2 separate regions of the Triticum aestivum genome follow, and region 1 is linked to region 2. Evidence: chromatin contacts called from public Hi-C data. All regions are on one chromosome and are shown on one strand. The core of a region is the stretch at or near the end of the contact, and the rest is flanking DNA. Distances in the headings are between cores, read along the strand shown.

The links. A called contact is a pair of places that touch in the nucleus more often than the background predicts.
Region 1: a contact with region 2 is called in a Hi-C map of leaf, with 4 times the contacts expected there. The contact joins the promoter of LOC123099024 here to the enhancer-like site in region 2. A contact is called at or near these places in 5 of 5 Hi-C or Micro-C datasets (leaf, root and an unstated tissue).

Annotation. Positions count from the first base shown.
Region 1 is chr4D:499,754,858-499,758,065 of IWGSC CS RefSeq v2.1, forward strand. It overlaps LOC123099024 (disease resistance protein RGA2), which reads left to right and starts at 1,773. Exons shown (of 2, transcript XM_044521133.1): 1 at 1,773-1,986; 2 at 2,402-3,208. The coding sequence starts at 3,023.
Region 2 is chr4D:499,657,605-499,661,087 of IWGSC CS RefSeq v2.1, forward strand. No RefSeq gene overlaps it. Among protein-coding and RNA genes, the nearest start is that of LOC123099023, 24 kb to the right of the region's middle. Within about 2 kb of position 1,382, at least 4 of the 8 cell types and tissues checked have an H3K27ac peak or open chromatin away from gene starts, as enhancers often do. A contact at or near this core is called in leaf and root, where this site is marked.

The sequences.
Region 1 (3,208 bases), core at 523-3,022, 98 kb after region 2:
GTTTTACAGGAGAAACATGCCTTAGAAGATAACCTGAAGGGCAAACAAAAAGAACAAGGAAGGAGTCAAATGGAGGCAACAGAGAAGAAGATGGAGTGTGGTACAATTGCACCAAATCATACCTCGGGTCATACCAAATTGCCGAAAATAGGTCTTGGAGATCAAAGGATAAGACTGCGTCGGGTAGGAGCAAGCCCGCTCGTACCAAAACATACTGAAAGCGGGTGTGCGGTACGAGTGCTATAGCGCAAGACGGGGTCCGGTGCGAGAATTACCATTCGTATCGGCCCTCATATCGAAGCAATGTCGAAAACCTTTCATCGACTCCAGAGGAGAAGATGGGGTGTGGTGCTAGGGGGGGGGGGTTGTTTTCGGCACCGGAGAATGGGGTTTAGAGGTCGGATGGAGGTGGCTGCCGGGCAGGGGCAGTGAAAGGGCAGACGACTAATGATGGGTGGGTAGGAGCACACGATTCCAAAAAGTGCATATGGATGCCGAGCTCCAGGCAACCCTCTATTTTTTCAGTGAAATAACTATTTCCACACCTAAAAAAACAAAAACAAATATACACATAAGCAGATAGTTGTAGTATACACGTTTAAAAATCATTTCCATACATGTTCATATATTATAAAAATACAAATGCATAAATTAAAATGGTCTTTTCCTTTGTTGTATTTGGGCCAAGTATTTGTCTTTTTTGCGTAGCCTGCAAATAAATTGCATTATTTAATGAAACTTTATGCATAGTTGAAGAACATGTATATGTATTTGTAGAAAACATATTTTTTTGGAACGTTTAACTATGTTTTTTGAATTCATGAGCCCGTCCTCTATAACGCCGCGCTCCCCTCCACACAACAGAGACCTCCTGTTCAGCGCTTGCGGTGCCGCGCTCGCGCGGATGTTGGCTTTGGCCGGCCCAGCAACGCGAGGCGACAAGCTCACTTATCAGGTCATGCGCACGTGCCTGATGCCCGGTTCATGGTTGACCTGGTCGACCGCCAACTTAAAAAAACGAATTCAAAAGAAATATTTACGAATTTAGGAAAGGTTTAGGAATTTGAATTATCTTTTTTGTGAATTCGAAAAAAAAATTGAACTTGAAAAATGTTCACAAATTAAAAAAAACGTCCAGGAATAAAAAAATTTGTGGATTTGAAAAAGTTGACGAATTAGAACAAAGTTTATGAATTTGGAAAAAGTTCAGGCATTAAAAAACATAAATAGGAAAAAATTCAAGAATTCGAAAGAATCAGGAGAGCGAAAAAATGAAAAACCAATGAGCACAAAACCAGAAAGGAATGGTCGAAAGCTTCTAGAAGCTTCACAAAACCGGCTGGGGACATTCGCAAAAAAAAGTACGAGAGGTGGTGTGCTCCACATACCGGTTGCCCTGTAAGTGGCAAATAGGAATCAGGCAGAAAATAGGAGAACCCAAACATGCCACTCAGGGGAAAATATCACTTGCTCCCATCCTTGAGCTGCTCCCGGTGCTCCAACTTCAAAAAAGTTAATTCTAAATGTTTCAAAAAAAATCTGAAAAAATGTGAATGTTCACAAGAATGTGACTACAGCTCCTAAAAATTTCAGATCCGAACTCGAAATAAACATTGAGAAACAAAAATTTGAAATCTAGAATGCTTTTTGTTTTTTTAGGGGACCCTGTCAGTCAGCTAGGTTCAGCTCGGCTGGCCAACGGCCCATATGAAGATGGAAATGCAGCAGGCCAGTAATTCCGAAGGCCCTCAGCCGAGTGAATCATTGTCTAAAAAAGATACTCCTCTGAATCAGACCGAGGAAGAAACCGTGGGGGGAGCAGAGGATGAGAGGAGGCAGCTGCGCCGCTCGACGGCCCACCGCGCACCCCCGGCCCCGCGACCGTCGGCTCGCCGGTGAACTCGTACTCCGCCATTCGCCCGCCGCCCTCGCCGGTGAACTTCCTTAAGAGCTGACTGATCTGCGCTTCCGGTTTCCTTTCAACAGGTTGCTTTCGATTTCTCTCGCTCCCTTCCGATCTATTTCAACCTCATTAGCTGAACAAATGGTTTGCGGATTCAATTTGAGTTTTGAGGAATTCAAGTTAGGGTCTTAACGCCAATGTCAGCAGACTAGCAGTAGCAGGTACCAGCTCAACTGCTTTAAGCCGAGCACTAGCAGGGGCGATTCCAATTCCTTTCAACAGCTTTATCTCAATGTTAACTCAATAAGTGATTCATTTTATAGATTGGTTTTGTTTTGTTTTGTGGTAAGCTTTTATAGATTGATTTTGAGGAAGGTTGCTTGATTTTTCTCAGGTTGACGTTTCAGGTTTCAGTTATGGCTTTGTGGTCGTTTTCTCCTAGTATAGTATGGTTCATCCAATTTTGCAAAGTTAAGTTAATCTGCTAATTTCACCTAGATACTCCAATGCCCAAGAGTCGGTTCATCAACAAAGGCCCAAGAGTGTAACTGACAGAAAGAAGTATGTGGTGGTGATCAACAAAGGCCCAAGAGTCGGTTCTCGGTCAGGTGACAAGTTAGAAAAATCTATGCCGTGATGGTTTGTTAACAATGACCAAGAGACAAGTGCTGTACCAGTCAAGTCTATACGATAAAGCAAGAAAGAATGCAACCACATACAAAGGATCCTGCGCATGGAATGGGTCCAATTTTAGTGAGCAGAGCACTGGCATTTTCTACAGACCAGAAAGCTTGACTTTGTTAACCAGCCATTACCAGAGAGAGAGAGAGAGAGAGCACAAGAAGAGTTTGCAGACAGACACATCAACTTCCACTCCTGAGAAGTCATAAGAACTGTGGATACAAGTCCCCGTGGTACCAAATGGCTCCCTTTTTTCTTTGATTGACCAGGAAGCATGACTTTGATAACCAGCAACAACTGAGAAGCGTGACTTTGATAACTAGCAATGGCCGGGGGAGGCAGGGGCAGAGCATAGAAAGAGTTTGTAGAGACATCAACTATTCAATTTCCAAGCTCAGTGTTCGTTCCCGAGGATACAAGTTCCCCTAGTCCCCACAAATGGAGATTTTCATTTCTGCGTTGATGGGTGAACTCATATCAAGATCCATGAGTTCCATCATCAAAAAATACTCCAAGCCACCGGCGGAGGCCGTGGAAGCTAGGTTAGAGAGGATTCTACTCAGGGGGCAGGTCATCATCGACGAGGCAATGGGGCGGCACATCACAAACCATGGAATGCTCCGG
Region 2 (3,483 bases), core at 132-2,631:
CGATTTCTCCTTCAAACCGAAGACAAACATGAGGCGGTTTTGCGGGATTCCAGACCGCTCACCAGCCCCTTCCGTGCTTTCATTTCGATGCATGCGGCGCATTCATGCCGCTCCAAAGCACGCAACGGCCATCGTTGATGCCGCGATGTGACCGGAGGGAGGGAGGGCGGCGCTGACCAACGCGACCTCTCAGCAGCCGTCGCTTCAATGCGGACACAAGTTCGCGAGGAAGCAACTCCGGCCGCTACGCCGCATTGAAGAGGACCGCCCTTTCGCCTGGGCCTCGACGCGGCCATTTAAACCGTGCACCGGCGCTGCACAGAGCCGCACCCCACTCCCCGAGCACCGGCCCCCTCCTCTCCCCCGTCTCCATGCCCGAGCCCCTCCCTCCTCCTCTTCGACCCAAGCTCCGGTGATGCCGAAGTCGTGGTGCTCCGTGCCAGCAGGCGGAGTAGGCGGAAGCTCCTCCTCTGGCGGTTCTTGGCGCCGCCGCAGACGCTCTCTGGGCCCGTCAGCGTCCATGGCGGCCGGCTCCTCCGCCAAGGATGAGGTGGTCGTCTAGTATACGGTTTATGTTTCTTTTTTTAGTTTTGTAATTAAACGATCGAAATATCGACCAGTTCATGTAAATTATCTACGAATTTTAATGAAATCTGTTGTGTTCACATGAATTTTGTCCGGTTGGTTCAAATGCAGGTTGAAATGTATCTGTCCGTAGACGGATGCGGGAGGAAATTTGCAGGTTGGCATTGAAGATGCCTAACTGCAAAATATGACCAGTTTGAAAGTTTGTTCCACTAGGGAAGGAGCTCTAGTTGCATGCAATGTCATCGTCCAAGGAAACCCACTTGGCCAACCAAATGACACTCGACATCACGAAACGTACCTCTTGCTTCAGCAAGTGGAGGTTGATATGATTAGACCGATCCACTTCAGCACGTAGCTTGAAATGCTTACTCATGTTGATAGACGAAAATCTACATGACCTGCTACCTTGGAACCTTGTGCAGAATGACAGGATTAAGGGAAGCCACTTGGAAAGGCACATCTGAAAAGGAGCACCTAGATGGTTTTGTATGCACACATTCATTCATCCAAAAGCGCAAGTTGTATAATGGAATTGCCTCCCACTCGAAAGCGACCGTAAATTAGGATTGTTTTATTTGCTTGGCGATGAAGCACCTGCTGGCACTTGAGGATATAGTTGTGCTCGAAAATGAAGTGCGTGGACAGTAAAATCCACCCACCCGAAATGACGTGTACCAATCGATGCTCGGCAAGGAGGCATCTCGGAATGATACGCAGCTGGAAGTTTGGGTTGCAGCAACAAGTCTCGGTCAGGGGCCTCTCCCTCTCGGTCAGGGTGGGTCCCACCCACAGGATTGGTGAGAAGAGAAATATATGTTGGTGCGCTCACAGGTCATCCTTGATCGTTTACCTCCCCTTGCACTTTTTCGGCGCACTTTTTTGTCCTCGGTTCACGGGCCCCGGCCCTTGCCGACCTCAGCAACCCGCCCGCCGGTACCGTCGCTGGCCCGGCCGGTAAAGCCCGCTCCAAACCCATTCTGCAGGCAGAGATATACAGGCAGGAGCGGCACCATTTCCCGCCTCATGTTGCTCTATAAAACACCACAGGCGCCGGCCAGCCACCAGGCAAAGCCAGGCTCTTTGTTTTTTACGTTGCACTTTTGGCTCGGAGCCACACACGCTCTCCCCACATCCCTGTTCACTGAGCTTCGTTCCATCCCTACTACAAGTTTTGTAGAGTTCAGTTTGAACATGGCAAAAGTGAAAGAGAGCCAAATCACTACTACTCGTACAAATGAATCATATTACTGATTTTTTAAACATTATTATGAGAAAGACACGTATTGTATGCATATAATTATTATACTGTAATTGATTGCCGTGATAGTGAATCGTTCCCAAATCTAAGCATTCTCAAACGTGCAATTGATCCACGCTACTCCGGTGCACACCCTACAAGGCTTGGTCATGATCCTCACCTCCCCCCTCCTCATCGTCGTGTACGTGACCATCTTCGACCACCGAACCATGGTGCCCGATTACAAACCGATGCTCACAGGCCTCATAGTAGGTGCCAACACCATTGCCGGCGGCAACTTCTCCAGCACGTCCATGAATCCCGTCCGGTCCTTTGGGCCTGCGTTGGCCACCGGAGTGTGGACCGACCACTAGGTCTACTGGGTTGCCCTGATGGTCGGTGCCTCCTCGCTGGATTTGTCTACGAGACATTGTTCATGGTGAAGAAGTCACATACTCGCATTTACATTTTACGACAATCGAGGTTGTTATTGGATTGATTGTTCTACCGAAGTGCTTCTAGCTTGGGTGTCGAAATGGTTGTTCATGGTGAAGAAGTTGCATGGTCACATGCCTTTTATAGGTCGTCGGGGGTGCCATTAAGGACGCAGCTGGGGAGGCAGTAGGTGGCTAATGATGAGCGGTCAAAGGACATGTTTTTCGGTGAGAAATGCTATTCTACTCACCTGGCTCCTCCCAGCATGTTGACACGCAAGCGAGGAGATGATGTCGCATGGCAGCCATCCGACAGGCCGCCGTGGGAATTTGAGGAGCGGGTGTGACAATAATGGTTAGGTGCATGACCCAGATGGTCTGTGGGAGGCTGGGCTGCTTCAAATTCCGCACATGCCACGAGGAAGAAGAAGCTAAAACTTCCCTCCCGAGCTGGCGGCTGGATATGGGGCAAGCTCCAAACCAGCCACCACACCCTCCATATTTGGATGCTAGGAGCTTGTTATATAGTGATCTCTGTAAATTATGGCAATCGGGAGGCATATGCCAACTTTGCTGGAGTGCCATTTTAGACCAGAATCGCCATATTATCGGTTATTGTAGCGATCGGGCAATATAGCGACTTTGCTAAATTTTCTCTTAGAGCAACTCTACTAGAGTTAGAGCAACTATATCAGATATTGGCAGGCTCCATAATGCATATGGAGTGCGCTCGATAATGTTTTGGTGGTTGTGCACAAACACAGAGTCTCCATAATGTGGCCTCCATATTTTCCCTGCTAGTAGGATCCACCTATCATTGGATCATACGTTCTTTTTAGCCTATTTATAACAATTAGATCACACTATGAGCATAATTCAACTAATATTATTACAAACCATTAATCCGAATACAACAAATAATCCAAACGCAACAAACAATTTGATCAACTAAATTGTTCAAGTAAACATAAATGCATTTTTAAAACAATTTAAACACACTATCTCCTAGCCAACTGCAATGATGCTCAATGAGATCCTCCTTTGGCTGATAATGGCAAGCCCAGCTTTCAATCTTCCTCTATGCCTCAAGAAATGCTTGAGTGTGTCATATGTGCTTGCGAGGCCTGGCTTTGTATGAATGTCTTCATAGTCAATGGGGCGTGACATATCTCTTTCATCCTCTATGATCATGTTGTGTAGGATCACACAACATGTCATGATATT